Linked DNA regions of Sus scrofa: regions 1 and 2 are each linked to region 3. Evidence: chromatin contacts called from public Hi-C and promoter capture Hi-C data. All regions are on one chromosome and are shown on one strand. The core of a region is the stretch at or near the end of the contact, and the rest is flanking DNA. Distances in the headings are between cores, read along the strand shown. Region 1 overlaps LOC106510679 (a long non-coding RNA gene). Region 2 overlaps CABLES1 (CDK5 and ABL1 enzyme substrate 1). Region 3 holds the start of CABLES1 (CDK5 and ABL1 enzyme substrate 1).

Region 1 (4,254 bases), core at 344-2,843, 74 kb after region 3:
GGTAGGATCCTAGATGCTCTGCCCTCAGGAGAGAGCTGACAAAGAGACAAAGTCTTAACTCTGAGTTCTAAAATAGATAAGATATATGCATAGCAAGAAGGAAAGTCTTGAAAGTCAAGGTTTCTGTTGTAAGAGTTGGGTTTTTGAGACAGGATTTTAAATTCTGAAAGTTGGGCTTGGGCCATCAATAACTAGTGACCTCAGGATACAGTTCCTGAGAGCCCACCATGGGCATGTCTTCTCAACTCCATGTTCAGTAACTTAAAATCAACCATGGTAAAAGTATGTGTTCAGGGAGTTCCCACTAAGGTGCAGTGGGTTAAAGATCTGGCTTGCCTCTGTGGAGGCGCTGGTTTGATCCCCAGCCTGGCACAGTGGGTTAAGGATCCAGTGTTGGTGCAGTTATGTCATAGGTCACAGCTGTGGTTCAGATTGGATCCCTGGCCTGGGAACTTCCATATGCCATGGGTGTCACTAGAAAAAAAAAATAGAAATGTGTTCACCATGGAAGTTGGCAAATCCTCAAACCAGGGCCTTTTTCCTAGAGAGTCTGTTGTTAACATTTTGGAAGGCGGGGAACTAGGAGAAAAGAGCACAGGCGAACTGCTGTGTAGACCCTTCATGAGCTGAACTCATGGTGGGGGGAGGTAGACAGATAAATTTCCACATAGGGCTGGAGATAAGAGGCCAGGTTATTGCATCTCATTTCCTACCTGCAGCTCTGTGAGAAGGTTGCAGCTGCAGAGTGCTGTGTGTGAAAATGGGCAGGAATAACAGCAGGGCAGGTCTAGGTGTAGGGACCACATGGGAGAGCTGGTCTCCCTGCCCCGCAACCCTCAATCCCCCCTCAACTCTTTTAAGGCCAAAGAGTCCATAGAGACTTCCTGTTGGACCCTGAATTGAGCAGAGATCAGCTCACATTCTTGGAGTGCAGGGGCTAGTGGGGTCATTGATGTTCCCTTGGGGTCACCTTTTCCACCAGTTCCTCCTTTGCTATGTTTTTCTCACTAATGGAATCCCATTTAATGGTCAGCCACCTAAGGATCTCATTTAAGATACATCCTGTAGAGTTCCCCCATCTCAATGTTTAGTTCATTAAAATGCAGCATTGGCGTTCTTGTGGCTCAGTGGATTAATAACCTGACATAGTGTCTGTGGAGATGTGGGTTTGATCCCTGGACTTGCTCAGTTGGTTAAGGATTCAGCATTGCTAAGCTGTGGTGTAGGTTGCAAATGCAGCTCAAATCTGGCGTTACTGTGGCTGTAGGTAGGCTGGCAGCTACAGCTCCGATTCAACCCCTAGCCTGGGCACTTAATATGCCACAGGTGCAGCCATAAAAAGAAAAAATAATAATAAAAATAAAATGCAGCATTGAACATCAGAAAATTAGGAATAAAATTCCCCCAGAAGGTTGAGTCTGCTGTAGGTTTCCTCATGGCTTGATAGACACAGATTCCTGTGGCCCCTTTTAAAAATATAAGCCTCTCCTATGATAGAAAAAGAAGAGAAGGAAGATAGGTGAAAACCGTAGAAAATGGCAGCTGAAAATCTGATGGAAAAAGGAAAGGGGGACACCTGCAGGACAGCCAGACTGCAATGAGAGTGAAAGGAACAGGGAAATAGAAACAAACAAGTTACAACACCAAAGTGAGCCACAGAGGAAACATGGAGAAGAAAATGGATTCTCTGAGAAATATTGTACAGAGGATGCTGCACCACAAAGCAACAAGATCTATGGATGCACAAAACTAACAGAGAAAGAAGAGTCGTGAGTTCCAGTGTGACAGGAGCCCCTGATTTCTCTACTTCCTGGGATTGAGTTAGAGGTGGGCAGCTACTCCATGGTTCCATAATGCTGTAGAAAAACAGGTTCCTTCATGGCTTGCCAAACATGTGTACAGGCCTGTGAGAGGCAATTGCTAAATTTTCAGGAATTTTGCTAAACAGTTATTTTAAAAATTATGTTAGGAGGTTCCTGTCGTGGCTTAGCGGAAATGAATCTGATTAGTATCCATGACCATACAGATTCAGTCCCTGGCCTCAGTCAGTGGGTTAAGGATCCAGCATTGCCGTGAGCTGTGGTGTAGTTCGCAGACGAGGCTTGGATCTGGTGTTGCTGTGGCTGTGGCTGTGGCTGTGGCCTGCAGCTACAGCTCTGATTTGACTCCTAGCCTGTCAGCCTCTGTGTGCTGCAGGTGTGGCCTTAAAAAAAAAAGGACAAAAAAATTAAGTTATATAAATTTACAGCTGAATAAATTATATTTAAAACATACTAAAACTCATCACATTCTAATTATTTTACTATACCATCTGTGTATCTGATACAATCTATGTATTTACAATGGTTGTCACTGCCTTCAAATGACTTCACATTGATAGATGAAAATCAGCCACAGTAGGAGTATTTACACCAAGTGTAAACTAAGCTTAAAAGTGTGTTGTGCCTGTAGCTGTTATATTATGAAGAACACAAAAAATTGAGGAAATATTCTTCCAGTATTCAAAAACTATCATCTGATTCATCAAAACAAATTGCTTAAATCATTAACAAATGATTTGTCTTTTCATTTTTGTCTTAGTCATTAAGGTACATGAAAATATCAACCAGCATTCCTGGCAGAACTGTACTTGTTCATCAGTTGCAACCATCATTGGCTGCAAACACAAGAGTTCAGCAAAAGTCAGAGATATTGTTCTGTAATAATCAATTGCTATGTGGAATTTAAAATAAAGAGTGTTTTACGTTTTCTTAGTAGTAGTAGAAGTAATAGTAAATTGGGTGACTCACATCCTTTATATCAGTAAAATTTGTAATAAACTTATGTACCAGTATTTGCACACAGGTATTTTTTGTTCTTGTTCGAGAGCCAGTTGTTAAACATTTACCAGCACATTACTGGGTAGTTTAGTCACTAACTATTGCCTCACCTAACAACTATGATACTCAGAAGCCTTCCTTTAGAAAAGGACCTAGAGGCAGTGAAAAGCACAAACATCTCTTCTTTCCTTTTTAAAAAATTGTGGTAGAATATACATAACAATTTACCATTTTAGCCATGTTTTCTTTTTCTGTGATATATTTCTCTTGTGGGAATTGGTATATGTAAGTATCTGTATTGAGGAATACTGTTATTTCCTATTTTTCTTTCTTTTTTTTCATTTTTGGCTACCCCACAGCATATGGGGTTCCAAGACCAGGGTTCAGATCTGAACCGCATTTGTGACCTAAGCTTCAGCTGTAGCAACGATAGGTCCTTTAGACCACTGTGCTGGACCGGTGATCGAACTTGTGTCCTGGCGCTGCAGAGATGCTACTGATCCCATTGTGTCACAGTGGGAACTACTATTTTTAGTTTTTAATTTTTTTTTTTTTGGTCTTTTTAGGGCCACAACCACGTTACGTGTAAGTTCCCAGGGTAGAGGTCGAATCAGAGCTGTACCTGTTGGCTTACGCCACAGCCCCAATGCCAGATTCAAGCTACATCTGCTGTCTACACCACAGCTCATGGCAATGCCGGATCCTTAACCTACTGAGTAAGGCCAGGGATCGAACCTGAAACCTCATGGATACTAGTCTAGTTCGTTACCACTGAGCCACACTGGGAACTCCAGGTGTTTTGTTTTGTTTTTTTGTTTTGTCTTTCGTCTTTTGAGGGCCGCACCTGGGGCACATGGAGGTTCCCAGGCTAGGTGTATAATCAGAGCTGTAGCTGCTGGCCTATGCCAGAGCCACAGCAACACAGGATCCAAGCCGTGTCTGTGACCTACACCACAGCTCCTGGCAACGCCGGATCGTTAACCCACTGAGCAAGGCCAAGGATCAAACCCGCAACCTTATGGTTTCTAGTTGGATTTGTTTCTGCTGCGCCATGACGGGAACTCCTGGGAACTGCAGTTTTTAATTTTAATTTTTATGTTTTTGTTTTTTAAGATAATTTTTTATTTTTATTTTTTAAATTTAAGTACAATTAACATACAATGTTATATTAGTTTCAGATGTGCCACATAATAATTCAACATATGCATACATTATAAAATGATCTCCACAATAAGTCTAGTTACCATCTGTCACCAAAGTGACATTTTTTTTTTCTTAATATGAAAAAGCTTACCAAAAAAAGTGATTTTAAGACTTACTTTCTTAGGACAAATACCATATGATGTCATTTATATGTGGAATTTAAAATATGACACAAATGATCTTAGCTATGAAACAAACAGACTCACAGACTTAGAGAAACAGACTTGTGGTT
Region 2 (4,110 bases), core at 797-3,296, 73 kb before region 3:
CCCAGCTGCCAGCTAGCACCTCCCTGAGGTGTTCAAAATGGGAATGGCCACTTATTTCCACAAGGGGGTCAAACAGAGACGGTTTGGGTGATGTCTTCCCAGGTAATTTAAGTTAACGATGCATTCCTACGGGCTTTGCATAAAATGCAGTGATGCTCAAATTAAGGGCACAGGTAGAAAACTGCCACCCCCATTCTAGAGAGGACCAAGCCCAGGCTCGCAGATGGTATGGGATTTGCCCACATGAAAAGCTCCAAGTCTCCAAGTTCTTCACATGGACCCCCCCACATCTCGTTTGCTATAAGGAATCTAGGGGCCTCGACAGGAGGGACCCACCTGTCTCTCTCTGTGTGCCGGGGCTATGTTGGGTCCCATACGCAGGGAACCTGTGAACCTCAATTAACTTCTAGGAGGCAGATATCGTGAAAACTCCATTTCACAGACGGGTTTCTGTGATTATGGAGCTTGGGAGCCAGAGTGAGTCATGGAAAGCCCTAGGCTGGACAGACTTCAGTTCAAATTCTCGTTCTGCTAGAATATATAAAGAATTCATACAATCCAGAAACAAAAAACCCAATTAAAAATTGGGCAGGGTGTACAGCAGAAAATTGACAGACTACTATAAACCAGCTATGATGGAAAAAATAAAAATCATTAAAAAAAAATTGGGCAGGGGTGTTGCTGTGGCTGTGGTGTAGCCCAGCAGCTACAGCTCTGATTTGACCCCTAGCCTGGGAACCTCCAGATGCTGCGGGTGTGGCCCTAAAGACCAAAAAAAAAAAAAAAAAAAAAAAAAAAACTGGGCAGGGGATATAAATAGACATTTTCCCAAAGACATATAAATGGTCAGAAGGCACAAGATGTTCGACATTACTAATTATTAGGGAAACACAACTCAAAAAAAGATATCACGTCCAACCTGTTGGAATGGCTATTATCAAAAAGAAAAGGAATAACACATGTTAGAGACGATGTGGAGAAAAGAGAATCCTTGCCTTGTATATAGCTGGTAGGAAGGCAAATTGGTGCCACCATCACGGAAAACTGTACGGAGGTTCCTAAAAAAATTAAGAATAGAACTGCCATTTGACCCAGCAGTTCCACTTCTGGGTATCTATCTGGAGAACATGAAAACACTAATTCAAAAAGCTATGTGCACCCCTATGTTCACTGCAGCATTATTTACAACAGCCAAGATACAGAAGCAGAGATGGATGAATGGATAAATGTGTGGTATACACACACACACACACACACACACACACACAGAGGAATACTACACACAGTCACAAAAAATCTTGCTACTTGTGACAACATAAATTGACCTTGAAGTTATTATACCAAGTGAAATACGTTAGATGGAGAAAGACAAACAATGAATGATTTTACTCATTTGTGGAATCAAAACAAAATGAAACAAATGAACAAACAAAATAAAACAAACTCACAGATACAGAGATCAGATCACTGGTTACTAGGGGAGGAGGGGGTTGGGGTGAGTGAAATGAGTAAAAGGGTCAGATGTGGGGATGGTCACTAGCCTCACGGTGGCGGTCACTCTGTGGTACATACAGATGTGGAGCTATAATGCTGTACACCTGCAAGTTACTGATTTCTTTATTTAGGCCGTGCCCATGGCATGGGAAGTTCCCGGGCCAGGGATTGAACCTGCGCCACAGCAGTGACCTGAGTCACAGCAGAGACAACACTGGCCCAGTGTTGATATCTGAGACCTTAACTCTGGAAGATCAGTGGTTTTATTTACAAAATAGAGACAAGTACTTGGGTACCATAGTGAGGGGCCCCAGGACCTGGAAACAAGATCACCTTCCATGAATGAAACAACCCGAACACTTCAAAAGTGAAAGCATGGAGAAGCCAGATTGTGTTAGAGAAACCGAATGAGTCCTTGGCTAGAAAGATCTGGCAGTCACCTGACTGAACATTTTAAGCCTTTTCAATAGGTCATTATCAGTTCCCTGTGAAATTTGTGTGTTTCTCCCCTCTTGGTTGCAAGTTCCAGAAGGACAGGAACAAGGTCCATCCTTTTACTACCTTTACCCCCTGGACCTAGTTACACAGTAAGCGCTCAGTAAATCAAAGAATGGAACATAGCTAAGGACAGAATACATTAATCAGAAAAGTCAGCAAGGGGAGTTCCCACTAGGGCACAACGGGATCAGTGGTGCCTCTGCAGCACCAGGATACAGGTTCGACTCCTGGCCCAGCACAGTGGGTTAAAGGATCTGGCATTGCCACAACTGTTACAGAGGCTGCAACTGTGGCTGAGATCTGATCCCTGGCCCAGGAACTCCATATGCTGTGGGGAAGGACAAAAACAAACAAACAAACAAACAAACAAACAAACAAAAAAAAAAAAAGAAAAAGAAAAGATCCAGGAAGCCCAGAAAAATAAAGCTGGAAGCGCAAAGCCCAGGCAAGTTCTGGCTGTGAGAAGACCTACCCGCGGTCAGCATCCCACTGAAGTTTCATATCCCCTGCAAGTGCGCCCACCGGCCGGTCACACTCAAGACATTCTAAGCCCTAGGGCCACTACTTGTAAATAGAGCAATGAACTGGCCTTCTGGGTGACACACAGGTCCATGAGCTGCTACCAGCTTCTGTCTGCAAGAAATGAGCCTGCCCTCAGGGGCAGCCAGACCTGGGGCTGAAGCAGGTTGAAAAGATAAAGTTTTTTTTTTTTTTTTCACTCTATTTGGTAGAGTAGGAGTCACTTAAGACAGCCCGCTGGCCCTACCCAGGTGGTCCTGGAACCTCTGAACTGCAGGATTTGCTGTCCCATTTTTTACAGCACCTTCCCTGCAAGGCTGTCATAAGCACGCAGAGAGGGAAGAGGACTGGCACAGAGTAAGTGCTCAATAAACCGTATGATGATGCCCGCTCTTTAAGGCACACATGGCATAAATGACTGAGTCAGCATTCCATGAATAACGAAGGACTATGTTCTATTCCCTGGTGTAAAAATAAGGACTACAATGAGTTTAACAGGCCGAGAGTCTGACAGGTCTGTGGCAGGGAGCAAAGGTCATGGTGACCGGGGCTGGCCAGGCAGAGCCTGTGGAAAGTGGTGGAAGAGGACTAAATGGTGGATCAGCACCAGGGGCCATACTGCCACCCTAAGGGGCAGTGGTCGTGTGTCGTTGCTACGATGATCAGAGGGCAACCCCAGCATTTAGTCTGCAGAAACGGAGCTGACCTTCGACCTCCTACAATGCTCCCGGCATCCTTTGCAGGGAACCGTCCTGCCCCAAATACCAGCAGCTCCCTGATGACAAACTATGGACACAGTGAACACGCGACAGGTGAGTGAGTCAGACGCAGGGGGAGAAAGAGCCCAGAGTTTGCGGACAAAGAACGAGGAGGGGGTCTGCCAGGTCCGTGCTTCACTTACCTACTTCTTTTCAGGGCAAAAGGAGAGGCTCATTGATTGAGAAAGGTGTGCATTCCCCTGGCCTGTGGCTGATCACACAGGTCTGTTCCTGATACCGCTTTTTTGCTTGGATGTTTGCTCCAGGTTGCAGGTCCATGTCCAGCCCCAAGCCCAAGACGCAAGGAGACAGGATGGCCGCATGGTTTGTCTGAGTCTTTCCTGACCTACCTTTCTCCAGAAGTCAGTGAGGCCCTGCGAGATGGGTGGGCCCCAAATTGCTCTTGCTTTACGGTATTGGAAGAGGTGACAAAATGCATGTTTCGAACATCAGGCAATGTGGTAAGGACACACATGCAGGCACATGCGCACATATGTGCACTCTCGCACACATGTGTGTTCAAGGGCATGTGCACATGTGCACACCCCCCCAATAACAAGGAAGCTTTCTGGCTGAAAAGAAAATGGCATTTTGTTTCTTTCAAATATACAAATACTGAATTTGCAGGGTCAAAGCAAGGCACATTCTTTGAAATGGAAAGGGTGGCCACAGTGTATACATGGTGTCAGATGTTTTCACCCAGAGAACTACAAAGCAAGCATGCATATACATACCCAACTTGGGCACTGTCGCGATATGGCAGCACTGAAAATATACTACAGAAGGATCTTCTGCCACTGATAAGGACTATTCTAAAAAAAAAAAAATAAAGAACAAATAA
Region 3 (4,026 bases), core at 1,167-3,666:
AGCCAGTGTGTGATGTCAAGCTGCCCAGAAACTGCTGAGGCCACACAACTTGCCCAGAAAGGAAGGGATGCCCCTCCCCTCCTGTGCGCTGGCCCGCTAATGGAGAGATGCATGCTCTGACAAGAAAGGCCAGGCCCAGATTGTCACCTGGGCCCAGTGTCGCTAATCATCCTCTCAGTCAGAAGGCTGCCCGTGTGCGTTTGCACTAGGATGTGACACACGGAGCAGGGTCTTGATTTCACCACTTGGGAAGAAAGACTGAGAACAAAATTCTGGAGGAGCCCTGTTTGCTCTTCCCCTTCTGTCCATGGCGGCGCAGGGGCGGGGGTGTGTGTGTTTTAAGTTTTCCAACAGGCCACCTTCTTACTTAGGCCAGTAAGTGTCCAGATGAGCATTAGAGGAGGAAGCTGTAACAGAAAGGTTCTCCCTTCTGGTCTTGAGGCCTGCAACATGTTGGCAAGGTCCCATGCCAGAAGGGGAAACTGAGGCCCCAGGATGCTCAAATAACTGAACCATGGGAGCCTCTAGGTTACTACTAACTTCACAGGTGGGCTTCCTAGGTGACAAGTCAAGATGCTCCCAACCAGAGAACAGGCCTACACTTCCTCACTCTCTCCCAACCAACAGTCCCACTGTCTCACACAGACCTAACTCCCAAGGGGTCTCTGGAACTAGCAGAGACAAGCTCCAGCTATTTCCAGAACAATAAGCAAATGTCCAATATTTCATATTGTTGCTAAGATGCAGGATACCTGCAGGGGACTTCAGCGAGCAAACACAATCACCTTTTCACTAATTTCAGCAAATTCATCTTGGAATGGAAAAAAGAAGCCTCAAACCCTATTTCTTCCCTGTGCCCCATCCTGGTTCAAAGAAACCTAAGAAGGGTTTGCTTCTCTTGGAAAAGCAAAGGGTTTCCCTGGGACACATTCCCTGGGACTGAAATACTTTGAGCGCAGGCACAACTTCTCAGGAGGAATTCACGGCGTGTTCGCGACAAGTTCAGGCTCACACGCGCCGCTCTGCCGCTGGCCGGACCCACTGCTCCACTTTTCGCCCCGCCTAGCCTTGCCTGGCGTGGGAGAGAGCGTCTCTGGGTCCGGATTGGGTTCCTGGAAGTCCGTGCTCTCCTTGTAATGGGAGGTTTTGGTGCCGCTTTTCAATGGGCGCCCTTAAGCCCTAAATCCAGAGACCCACTGCCTGAGCATGGTGCCTCTGCTTTGGCTCTGTGAATGCCTGGCTCGTGCACACACGTGTGAACACACACACTCCCCGGAGACCATCCCTCTTCCGCGTACCCTTGTAGTTTGGAATTCGCGCCAGAAGCCCTGGGATCCGGCGGGGCGCGGGAAAGTGGGAACGACCCGTGTCCCGCAGCACAGAGCCGGCCGGGAGGGACGCGAGATAAGGCGCGCGCGGCGGCGTCCAGGTTACTCACCGGGACCTCTGCAGCTGTTCAAAGGCGCTGGTGCTGCCTCCCTGGCCCGGCTGCTCCAGAGAGCAATAGTTCTGCGAAGTCTGCCTGGAGAAGGCGATGGGCAGGATTCCCTGAGTGAACGAGTTGAGGCGGCCTCGACTGCCGCTCCCACTCCCGGGAGTCCCGGAGCCCAAGAAGGCGGCCGCCGGCACCTGCACGCTGGTAAAGGCATCGTCCTCCTCCAACTCCTCCTGCCCGGCGCCCCCGGGCCCGTTGGGCAGCTGCGGCTGAACGCAGGCGGCGAGAAGCGCGGGCCGGGGCAGCTGCAGTTGCTCTCCCGACGCCCGGCCCGCGCCCAGGGAGCTCGCGAACCCTCGGGACGCCCCAGGGCCGAGCGCGGTCGCGTAGCCGCCAGGGACCAGGGGCGGCAGCGGCGACGGCGGCGGGAGGTAGGGGCCGGATCCAGCTGCCAATGCCGCCGCTGTGCCCGCCACTGCAAGCGCGCTGCAGCCGCCCCGCTCGGCGGCGGCGAGCAGACTGAGCCGAGTCCTCGCGCCGCAGGCGCTGCCGGCTCCGGGCTTGACCCCACCGCTCTCCTCGCTGCCAGCCCACTCCTCATCTTGCAGCGGCGGCCGTCCGTCTAAAGAGATATTGGTGAGGAAGGAGAGGGCAGCCTGGCGGCGCCGAGGGTCCATGCGTGGCTTCCTGGGGGGGTCGGGCGGCGGCTGCCGCGGCTGGGCCGGCGCGGCGGCCGCGGGCTGGGGCGGCTGCGGCGGCGGCTGCGGCAATCTGCTGGTGCCCGTGGCGTCGGTGCCGGCGCTGCTGCTGCTGCTGCTGCTGCCGCTGCTGCGGACGGCCGTGCCGGCGGTGGCGGCCGTGGTGGCGGCAGTCGCCGCCATTGTGTCCGTCTGTGGCGATATTTCCGCGATGCCCCGAGAAGCGAGCGGCGCCCGAGTGCTAAGCGGCGGGCGCGAGCGCCGGTGACCCGGGCTGGGCAGGGCGCGGGGCGCGGGCGGCGTGCGCGGCGGCCCGGCCCCCCAGCGGGCGGGCCATGCTCACCCCTCGGTGCTCCGGCGCGGGGCGCCGCCGCCCCGGCCCACGCGCGCGGCTCGCTGGCTCGCTGGCTCCCTGGCCGTCTGCCCGCCCGCGAGCAGCCTGAGCATTCGGTCCCAGGCCTTCCCCGCCCGCGAGGTCTCCGGCTCACGGGCCCCAGTGTCCGTATTTATAGGTGCGCGCGCCCCGCGCTCGCGCTCCGAAGAGCTCTTTGCAAAAACAGTATCACGTGTGGGGAATGAAACCTGGGAGGAAAACAAAGCCGCAGGCGGCGGCCGCAGAGACAGGCGGCAGAAGGCGGGGGCCGGAGGAGGAGGAAAAAGAGAAGGAGGAAGGGAAAGCCAAGAGGGTGGCGGGGCGGGGGTCGGAAGGGCGGTCAAGGTAGTCGGAGCTTCCTGCGGGGAGAATTGGTGGCTCCCAGGGCGCGCGCCCAGGTAAGGGTGGCGAGCACGTTTCCCCGCCCCTCTTGGATTGGGAATTGGGGGCGCGAGCAGAACCCCTTGAGTCACTGCGTGAGGATGTGGGCCCCGGAGGGTTGAGGGTCTGAAGAACAATTAATTGGAGCGACTCAGAGATTTGGCCCTCGAGCTTGTTTACTGTATTCCGCGCTGCAGTTGGGCCCAGAGAAATAGTCTTTGTTAATAGTTATGCGGGTAGGGCAGTGTAACTATGTGGACAGTCCCACCTTAAAGCTGTTGGTAACTGTTGAGTTTGTGTCTCATTCATTCTCAGACTGAAGATGCAGTCCCTGATACAAATGCACACCCCGGGATGCATAAGAGCCCAGGCGCACGAACGTCATCCATGTGGCCAGACCAACTGACACCATTTGATGGTGCTGTCACTTCTCATCTCTTTCTTAGCAAAGGCTCACATAAATTTCTACTTTGGCCCAGAAACGTACTCCGTTTTCCATGAAGACCAAGGTAAGCTAAGATGGCCTCACACCCTTTTCCACTTGTCATCTTTTTCTTCCATATAAACTGGAAACAATAGGCACAGTTACTTTCTGTCATTTATTTCATAAACATCCGCTTGGCACCTACCATACCTTCTATTAATATGGGTACCTGTCCAAGGACGTGATGAGCCTTCCAGAGCTGCAACGCTAGATCTGGGAGGACTCACAGTATATTGTACCCCAGCCTCACCCCAACAAATGCCTGTCCTGGAGTGGGAGCGGGAGGGTAGGTTACCATGAGCCATCTGAAAACACGTTCAGATTCTCCTATTTGGTTTGGGTGACCTACCAAACGCAATAGAAACAATTGTCACACTGCTTGAGTTCTGTGATGTCTAAGAAACCTCTCCTCTACACTTTTCTGAGGGAGAGACAATATGGTTAAGATCAAGGGATTAATTTAATTAAAGGTTTAAATTTAGCCTTGGAGCTAATAGGTAACTTTGCATTGAAATTCCACTCCATTTCAAGTTTAGGAAAGTAAACTGAGTAATGTAGAGCAAATACACCCTTCCAGAGACAGGCATCCAGCTCAGAGGATGAGATACGGGTGTGTTCAGGTTACAATTGCTTAGGACAAGCATGACACATGACC

What was found. Promoter capture Hi-C pulls out the DNA fragments that hold promoters and counts their contacts. A called contact is a pair of places that touch in the nucleus more often than the background predicts.
Region 1: a Hi-C map of liver shows a contact between it and region 3, with 2.2 times the contacts expected there. The contact joins the enhancer-like site here to the promoter of CABLES1 in region 3. A contact is called at or near these places in 1 of 5 promoter capture datasets (liver) and 4 of 47 Hi-C or Micro-C datasets (embryonic fibroblasts, liver and skeletal muscle).
Region 2: a contact with region 3 is called in a promoter capture Hi-C map of liver, with 5 times the contacts expected there. The contact joins the enhancer-like site here to the promoter of CABLES1 in region 3. A contact is called at or near these places in 1 of 5 promoter capture datasets (liver), 9 of 47 Hi-C or Micro-C datasets (brain, embryonic fibroblasts, fetal liver and 2 more) and 1 of 2 datasets of contacts at active chromatin or transcription factors (skeletal muscle).

The regions. Positions count from the first base shown.
Region 1 is chr6:108,039,815-108,044,068 of Sscrofa11.1, reverse strand. All of the region lies in intron 4 of LOC106510679 (a long non-coding RNA gene), which reads left to right. Among named protein-coding and RNA genes, the nearest start is that of CABLES1, 74 kb to the left of the region's middle. Within about 2 kb of position 1,593, at least 3 of the 83 cell types and tissues checked have an H3K27ac peak or open chromatin away from gene starts, as enhancers often do. A contact at or near this core is called in liver, where this site is marked.
Region 2 is chr6:108,187,312-108,191,421 of Sscrofa11.1, reverse strand. It overlaps CABLES1 (CDK5 and ABL1 enzyme substrate 1), which reads right to left. Exons shown (of 10, transcript XM_021097743.1): 4 at 4,004-4,081. Among named protein-coding and RNA genes, the nearest start is that of CABLES1, 73 kb to the right of the region's middle. Within about 2 kb of position 2,046, at least 3 of the 83 cell types and tissues checked have an H3K27ac peak or open chromatin away from gene starts, as enhancers often do. A contact at or near this core is called in fetal liver and liver, where this site is marked.
Region 3 is chr6:108,114,734-108,118,759 of Sscrofa11.1, reverse strand. It overlaps CABLES1 (CDK5 and ABL1 enzyme substrate 1), which reads right to left and starts at 2,416. Exons shown (of 10, transcript XM_021097743.1): 1 at 1,439-2,416. The coding sequence starts at 2,316. It overlaps LOC106510679 (a long non-coding RNA gene), which reads left to right and starts at 1,517. Exons shown (of 5, transcript XR_002345445.1): 1 at 1,517-1,639; 2 at 3,203-3,396.